2 separate regions of the Mus musculus genome follow, and region 2 is linked to region 1. A link is a contact called in public Micro-C data. All regions are on one chromosome and are shown on one strand. The core of a region is the stretch at or near the end of the contact, and the rest is flanking DNA. Distances in the headings are between cores, read along the strand shown.

Region 1 (4,405 bases), core at 1,289-3,788:
CCAAAGAAAATAAGGAAATGAAATCAGCAGGCCAAGGAGCCAAGAAATCAAAGCAGCCATGGTTGCCATCAACAGATGAATGAATGGACAAAGTGCAGTGTGTACACACCATGGAATGCTATTTGATAATAACTAGAACAAAGCTCTGTCATTTGCAAAAACACTGGTGAAATTGGGGGACATTGTGTTAGGGGAAATAAGCCAGAGATAGATGGTAAGTGTATTTTTCTTATATACAAAAGTTTGAACTGATCTGAAAGAAGAAACAAAGAAAAAGCAAGAAAAAATTAAAAAATACAAAAATATGGTGGATGCTAGAACCTGGAACCTGGAAGAAGCCTGGGACAGAGTCAGTGGGTAAAGGGTTGAGGGGTTCAGTTGGACAGGCAGAGAAACTTGGAATATTTGATACCACAGTAGAGCAACCAGTTGATGATATCCAATTGCTTTATTCAAAATAGCTAATGGAAAGGATTCCGAATGGTACCCCACCCCCAAAAAACAAAACAAAAAACAGGAGTCGATGAGCACGTGAGTCATTCCAATCAGATCGTTAAACATTGTAAAGATACACTAAACTCCTACACTGCATCTCACAAACTTGTATGATGAATAAATAAATATATATGCAGAAATAGTGGAAACAAAATGCAGAAGAAAAACATCAGAAAAGATGTTCTGCTTATTTCCTTCCCAACTCGCTGAATATGCCTATTGTGTTTTCATTTATTTAGACAGATACCTGAGTGCCCAATATTCTGTGTGTTGAGATCATATCATTTCTTCGTATCTTCAGCAACCTACTGTTAACACTTTGTTGAACACATCAATATAGCACTTGCTGAGGCTGACAAGGTGATCGATTATATTTGGCTTGACTCCTCAGTTGGACATCTAGATGGGAGTTTAAGAGAGCTTTCATTAGAGAGAGCTGCTAATGAAGACAACAAAATCAATTAAACAAATTAAGTTACAAGCCGATCCATTGCTGTTATTAAAGAATGGCTATATTCATGCCATGGTCACTGTCAGTCGCTCATCTCCCCTAAGGTGGCCAATAGCTCGGGAGTTGGATGATATGCTGTCTGCTCCCATTACAGAAACGCCACTGACACACTGAAGCTGTGGAGCTGGATTGGAAGGTGAGGAATAGCCATGGGCCCCAAAGCTCCGAGAGTGTCAGCTGAAACCACTTCTCTCTGGTTTTAAAGGAAAAAAAAGAAAGCTCAAGAGCAATCTAGGAGGAAGGGGGAAAGGACATCTTTGGAAGAGACTGGCTGCTGTAAAAACGTTATTCTTGGAATTGATCTCATCAATTTTTAATAAAAGTGAGAAGTATAGACATGCCTACACATTGAACAGAACATGCCACGATTAACAATGGATAGTAAAGTTTTCTATCTCTTCAGCCTTTACCGAACAGTTATTTTTAGGGCATCTTGCTTTCTTTATACTTGTTTAGGAGAGTTGTCTTATTCCCTAGGCTTATATTACTATCAGAGTCCCTGTTTTACCCAAACTGAATTTCAGGGTATCACTAATTCCACAATGTTGCTAACAAGGAGCACTTACTACCCTGTGTGAACAATGCATTCTGGGATTGCTTAAACTCCACAGCTTGAAAACAGAAGTTGTAGGTCATGAACTTGGAGATGTAAGGAGAAGTTTGCTTTACAGCATGCACACATTCTGTTTGGGAATATTATCTTTAAGAAACTTGGAAAGAGCTGGGCAGTGGTGGCACATGCCTTTAATCCCAGCACTTGGGAGGCAGAGGCAGGCGTATTTCTGAGTATGAGGCCAGCCTGGTCTACAAAGTGAGTTCCAGGACAGCCAGGGCTATACAGAGAAACCCTGTCTCGAAAAACCAAAGAAAGAAAGAAAGAAAGAAAGAAAGAAAGAAAGAAAGAAAGAAAGAAAGGAAGGAAGGAAGAAAGAAAGGAAGAAAGAAATGAAGAAACAAAAAAAGAAGAGAAGAGAAGAGAAAACAAAAGAAAAGAAAAGAAAAGAAAAGAAAGAAAAGAAAAGAAAAGAAAAGAAAAGAAAAGAAAAGAAAAGAAAAGAAGGAAACTTGGAAAGTAGCCAATGTCTGTCTTGCACTCAGCAGGGGAAAACACAAAGGTGCTTCTTGAGGCCCCACAGCAAATCCACCTCTTATTCCAGGCAGACTGAACCTGAGAGAGCTTTAGCGCCTTGGAGAATTAGTTATTTAGCCCAGGCTCTCCAGCAATTTTTCCTATCACATCAAAACACTTTAAAGCCTATTATGGATTCAGTTTTGATTGTGTACATTTCTTTAGAAGTGATGCCATAGAGAGTTTATCATGCAAGGGATGCATCTGATCCACAGAGATGTTCTTCTCAGATACCCGGCAATCCTCTGAGAAGGAAGACATCACGGAAGTAATGCATTGCCTGGTTAATTAAAACCTCGTCAGCATGCAAGCAAATATTTATTCTCAGATAAACCTAAACGCTTCCTGATTTAATTAATTCTTTATATGGCAATGCAGACTCATTTTGCTAGCCACATCCAGCAGAGGGCAGGATGCTCCCACCAAGGGCCAGCTGGCTACAGCCTCTAGTCAGAACACTGCAACTCTCTATCAGAGGAAAGAACATTTTCCTGGTCTTGGGAAGGTCCTCAATTTCTTGTAAGAATCTGAGTAAATCTGTTATCAACTTGAAAACAGAAGTTGTAGGTCATGGACTTGGAGATGTAAGGAGAAGTTTGCTTTAGAGCACGCACGCATTCTGTTTGGGAATATTATCTTTTAAGAAACTTCCAAAGTAGCCAGTTTCTGTCTTACTACAGAAGGTATGTAGAGAACTGATTTAGGGTTCTGTGTGTATGCTGCCTTTGTTAAACCTGAGTTATTCTTGGCACATGTCCTGCCTCGGTCCTACCACTCTCCCTATTGTAACTTGCCCTCTGCCCTTAGACACTCATAGCAGCTCCCCACTGGCTTCTTGTCTGATGCCCCTTCATAATCCCTTGGATATGACATGAGATCACCACTAACTCAAATTCCCCTCTTACCAAATGTAACTCAAGTGTGAGAACATGAGTGGTTCTTCCCCTTGTTTGTGATATAGATCACTAGGGAAACATTTTTGTGCCAGGCCTTGAGCACCACAAGGTTCTGAGCATTTATTCTATTCTAGGTAGATACAAGACAACACAGATGTCAAACAACAAACTAGAAGTTCCTTGTTAGTACTGTACACACTTTTGGATATGGGGGTTGTCTGGGAGGACTAGGCAGTTGGAGAGGATTTTCATCTTCCTAGGACATCCCCATCCATCTCTGAGGGAAGATAGAAGCAAATTTACTTTCAACTGTATTATTTCTGTATACTTTGGGTACTGGAAACTTCCTTTAATGAGAAAGTAATGCAAAAAACAAGCCCTCTAGTCATCAAAAATCACAATGACAACAAGAAAGAGAATTAAATACAAGTTGAAAACCATTGACCTAAAATATGTTTGTGAGAAAAATCAGGGCATGCAGCTCTCCCCAAGAGTGCATCTAGGGATGAAGCGCTACTACATTCTGTTAAGAATCCTCCCATTATTATTGAGTTTTTATTATTATAATCATCCCCTAATAGTCACCCTTTCCTAAAATAAGCTAAAGTATTGGGACCGGAGTAATATGTGGCATTTTGACAACTGTGAGAACCCATCTTTTGCACCCAGGAACTTTGTGCAGGAAGGTGATAATTGACCAGTCTCTCTGACCACTGGCTGGTATATCAACACATCATCCAGAGTGCTTTCAACACTTCTTGGATGCCGTGAAGAAGCCTTCATCCTCTTGGCAGAATGTCTTAATCCATCCTAAATGTACCAGGTAGCACCAAGCTTCATCAACCCGTTGCAGGTATTTCCACCTGCAGAGGCTCTAGAAGGCCCAGCTCTGGTTGCTCCAGACCCTATTACACTCCTTCATTATGTCAGAAAGAGGAACGACACTTGCTTTTAGTGGCTCAGCAACATAGCTGAGATTAGCAGAAGAGGGTATGCCTATAGGAGCTTGTGGATGATCTGATATAAGATTTGTATTGATAGGAGTCAATGTTCTACTGTGATCAGTGAAATTGTAATCTATGTATAGCCACTCTTCTGGCTATGAAAAACTCCTCCTGACTTTTTCCATTGGTCTTAGAGGCTACAGTTCTATGTACTATCACAAATATTGTACCTTTAGACCCTACCAAAGTCTTCTCTCTAATGGCCATTTGCCTATTTGTGAAACTTAGAGGCAGAGCAGGCTGAACTGATTACAAAGAAGACAAGACTGTCAGCTTTCAGCTCTGAAGGTAGCAGCAGGGGAAGATGGAAGAATTCCTCCACTTCCACTATAAACCACTGTAAACATGGTTGTAATTGGGAGCTGAAACT
Region 2 (4,405 bases), core at 1,129-3,628, 220 kb after region 1:
AAAGCTCCCTGAGAGTTTAATTTGGGAAAGTGATCTAATCAATTGGTGTGTCTGAAAGAAAGCTGTGGTGGCAGTGTAAGAAAGGGGTTATAGATAGATGGGGCGAATAAGAAGTTTCAGTTAAAGGCTATGCAGGAATAGTTAAAAACTTGTCCAGAAAGAGTCCATTAATGGGTCACTTATTTTTACATCTTCATTTATAGATAGATAGATAGATAGATAGATAGATAGATAGATAGATAGATAGATAGATAGATGATATACTGGTAGACTGATAGATGATAGACAGACAAACAGATAATAGATGTTGGGTGAATAAATAGACGATAGAGAGTGGTTGGATACATAATAGGTGGTATATACATAGAGAGATAATAGATCATTATAAAAACAAAACCCACTAAACTTGTGATTTGGGGAAATTGCTTAAGATACAGAATAGCGTGGTCACTTACATTTCATGTAAGAAACATATTCAGTGGGACAGTTGGTAGTTTGAAGGGTGGAAAGTTTTGGTGATAATAAGCAAATATCAAACTGTGGAGAAAATATACTATCTATTTGATGAATCTCATTTTTTTTAATGTAAGACCATTTGAATAGTACACCATTTGGGTTTCATTCCCAGTTCACAAACTGCATTATCCCCACCCTATCCTGAGAAATTTCCTTAACTTGAACTGCAGTCAAGTTTGTTCAGTAGGACTCAGATATTGGTAGTGGTAAATTGGACCAGAAGAGGACCCATCTGACACTGTCATCTGGAATGTGGATGTGGGACAAAAGTAGCAAGGTGGCACTGACACGTGATGAAGAGGATCATCTGTCAGCTCAGGTGCTAAGGGAGTCACGAGCCTCTTTGTGGCCAAATGAGGTAGAAGCAGACCTCAGGGATGAAAAGGAAAAAGCACAGAGAGATGCTGACACAAGAGTCAAAGGTCTGACAGTCAGGGCCTAGGCTGGCCTACTTTCTGAAGTCCGGTGCCAATTATATGTTGGGTGCTTAAAGAAATTTGTGGGTGGCAATAATTTACCATTGACAATTTAATCAACTTACATTGTTTCCGTTGGCTTACCTTGTGTTAAAGGGTCACCTCATAGTGATTTCTGTACCTAAGAAGCAGAGGTAGATGCTTTCTTCTCCTTCATGCTCACAGAAAGACATGGAGCTCCATATCTGCAGTCATTTTTTTTTCCAAAGCAAAGAAAGTTCTAAGTTCCTGTGTTTGGGCCCAGGGGATTCAGGATGCTTTATACTATTGTGAAGAAGAGTGAATCTAATGAACGAGTATGAATGAGTATGAATGAGTATGAACGAGTATGAACGAGTATGCCACCATCACCTGGGAGAAGAATTAGTAAACATCAAAGCAATAATTCCATTGGGGAGGAGCTGTGTTGTGGGAAGCACAATTTGAAGTTTCAAAAGTCCATGCCATTTCCTTTACCTATCTACCAATCTACCTAGCAATTTATCTTTCTATCTCTCTCACACAAACACACACACAGAAACACACATACACAAACATGCATGCACACACACACACACGTACATATCTATGCACGCATGCATGCATGCACACATGTATCAAAAGATAAGATGGGAGCAGTAGTGGAAAATCTCTCATATTGACTTATCAACCTCTGGCCTCCACATCAGGCTTAAGATGCAAACTCTCCACTTCTGCCCCCATGCCTTTCCTCTGGTATCTTGGACTCTCACCCTCTGAAGTTGCAAGCCCCACATTCAACTCTTTTTTATACATTGCCTTGGTCATGCTGCTTTATCACAGCAACAGAAAAGTAACTAAGACAACTAGTCATGAGGTTTCTAAATTTGAAAATCAGAATCCTTCACATACATTTGCTTGAATTCCTGGGTTGCATGATGGCAAGGGAAGTTTATCATGTGAAGTCTACTCTCAGACAAGAAGTGATTTAACGTAATCTCAAATGTTTTTGCTTAAAAATTTTTAAGCGGGCTGGGGAGATGGCTCAGTTGTTAAAGTATGTGCTACATAGGCACAAGGACACGCTTTCAACCCCAGTACCCCCATAAAAGCCAGGGGTGGTTATGGATATCTGTAACCCTAGAGCTGGGGTCAAACACAAACTGATCCTCAGAGCTTATCAGCCAACTAGACCAGTGAGCTCTGGGTTCAGTGAGAGACTTTACACCAAAAGATAAGGTGAGAGCGGTAGAGGAATTTACCTTATATCACCTCTGGCCTCCACATGAGCTCGTGCTAGTGCATACAAGTGTGTGTATAGCCTGCACACTATTGCATCCACAAAATCGAATCACATAACTACACTTCCCCACGCCATCTTCAACCTCACCCCCAATTCCCTCAACCACGACGATGTCTTCTGTTTCCTCCAACAGATACCAGAAAGGAAGGGAAGCCATGCCTGACAGAATCATGACAGGCCTCCCCAGAGACTATAAAACTGCCACAGGTTGTGTCATATTTTCCTACTACATGTGAAACTCACTATGTTTTGTTTGTTTACTGAGGTGAAAAATGAAAATGAAAGAGAATTGGTGAACCATGGTATTTGATTGACAGAATTCAACATGTCTTGCAGAAGTTTAATTTTTGTTTCCATTTTATAAAATAAACTGCTTGAGAAATGCCAGCCTTGTAAAAGTAAAATGTGCTTATTTACATAAATTAAGCTTGTGGAGAAATCTATTATCTGGGGTTGTAACATTGCCGTGAGTAGTACTCGGGTTGGAATAAAAAAAAACAGGAAAGATGGAACTTTCATGATAGGATGGGTCTGGGATGCTCTGAGACTTAGGGGTAGTTGATACTGAGCTTTGCAATGCTTTGCTTGGTAACTTTTGTAAAGCTGTTAAGACTAGAGAGAGATGGCCCAGAAGTTAAGACCACTTGGATAATGTTCCAGAGGACCCAGATTTGGTTCCCAGAACCCACAGCTCACAACCATCTGTAACTTCAGTTGCAGGGACTCCAACTCCTTCTTCTGGATCCTGAGGGCACCAGGAATGCATGTGGTCCACATACATACATACATGCATACATGCATACATGCAAACCAAAACTAAGATACACACAAAATAAAAATAAAATAATGTAAATTTAGAGGGAAAAAAAAGACTCATTGCTAATGTTTCTGTACAAAACAGGAAGGACTGAATATCAATGATGCTCCATTCCAAGATGGCTCTATCCAACTGAGCTTTTCCCATTTTGCCCTGGGCGAAGCTTCCAGCAGAGTAATGCTCTAATATAGCCTTGTAGAGGCTACAAAGTAGAACTAGATCTTACATGTACTTTACCCACAGAGAATTGATCCAATACCTTATACCCATTTTGTTTAATTTTTATCATTACCATGGCTTAAATGTGAAATTTTAAATATAAAGTTTGGATTTGAAACTTCTCATGGAAAACATAGAAGAAACCTATAGTCTCAAAACCTATAGTCTCATAAGACATTTCTGCACTGCATGTGAACACAGCCAGATAGGACTGAAGTAGAAACTTCAATTAGTGAGAGCTTCAACCCACTAATCACCAGGTTCTATTTCACCCACTAAAATCATTGCTATACTTATGTGACTCCTCCAGGAGCCAGAGAATGTAACCATACCTTAGTGCAGGACAGTTGCTGCTTTCTCAAACATGCAAAACCATGTGATATCCCAATGATCCAGATTTTTCCTGTTCTTCAAGCTCAGGTAGATATTTGTGTCTTTATGAAACGTATTTCCAGTTTTTAAAATTAGCTTCAGATGCATTTTTAATGCTATGGCTACCAAAGGACATACTCATGGTACACTAGCCTGGGTTCTTTCCCTAGCCAATGAAAGAAGATACATCCACAAGCCAATAGTACATGAGGAGAACTTCCGTGGTCACAGGTGTGGATGGCAGTCATGATGCTCCAGGAGTAAAATTAGTTTGATGATCAACAGCAACACACACACTGTCCATGTGGAGGATCTGAGCTAGGACTAAGAAGGCACTGGAGGTTCATGCGGGACACCCCTCTCCTTTCTATTAGGAGCAATAAACCTTTGGCATTGCTGACCAATGAGAGGAGCATGTGTTCCATTTTGATACTGATTTTCCCAGAAAGGGCACACAACACTGTTCATGCCCTGGTAAGTTTGGGGTCAGGTCTCATCAGACTGACTAGGGCACCACCGTGGTATCTGTGGTTGTTGCATACCTTTCAGTTCTGTGAAGGTCCAGATGGAGTAGAGTGGTTTGGTTTGGTTACATTTAGAGAACATGCATTCTGTTGAGATGCCTGTCGATCTATCAATTCAGCTTTTATACAGCAAAAACAATCAGAGACAATAGTTTATAAGTTGCTATCCTTGTATGCCAGTGAAACTACATTTACGAAATTAGATAGTAAGTCCCACTTG

Evidence for each region. Hi-C and Micro-C count contacts between places; a contact is called where the count stands out from the background.
Region 2: a contact with region 1 is called in a Micro-C map of B cells, with 4 times the contacts expected there. The contact joins two enhancer-like sites. A contact is called at or near these places in 9 of 39 promoter capture datasets (the C10 cell line, the HPC-7 cell line, embryonic stem cells and 3 more), 3 of 15 datasets of contacts at CTCF or cohesin (large pre-B cells, pro-B cells and stem cell-derived epiblast-like cells), 35 of 484 Hi-C or Micro-C datasets (the AtT-20 cell line, B cells, CD4 T cells and 19 more), 4 of 115 datasets of contacts at active chromatin or transcription factors (bone marrow-derived dendritic cells, embryonic stem cells and large pre-B cells) and 2 of 9 other capture datasets (adipose tissue and pancreatic islet).

Annotation. Positions count from the first base shown.
Region 1 is chr2:58,197,088-58,201,492 of GRCm38.p6, forward strand. No RefSeq gene overlaps it. Among named protein-coding and RNA genes, the nearest start is that of Gm13546, 35 kb to the left of the region's middle. Within about 2 kb of position 2,539, at least 6 of the 459 cell types and tissues checked have an H3K27ac peak or open chromatin away from gene starts, as enhancers often do. A contact at or near this core is called in B cells, where this site is marked.
Region 2 is chr2:58,421,098-58,425,502 of GRCm38.p6, forward strand. The region is part of intron 1 of LOC108168760 (a long non-coding RNA gene); the gene reads right to left. Among named protein-coding and RNA genes, the nearest start is that of Acvr1c, 66 kb to the left of the region's middle. Within about 2 kb of position 2,379, at least 15 of the 459 cell types and tissues checked have an H3K27ac peak or open chromatin away from gene starts, as enhancers often do. A contact at or near this core is called in B cells, where this site is marked.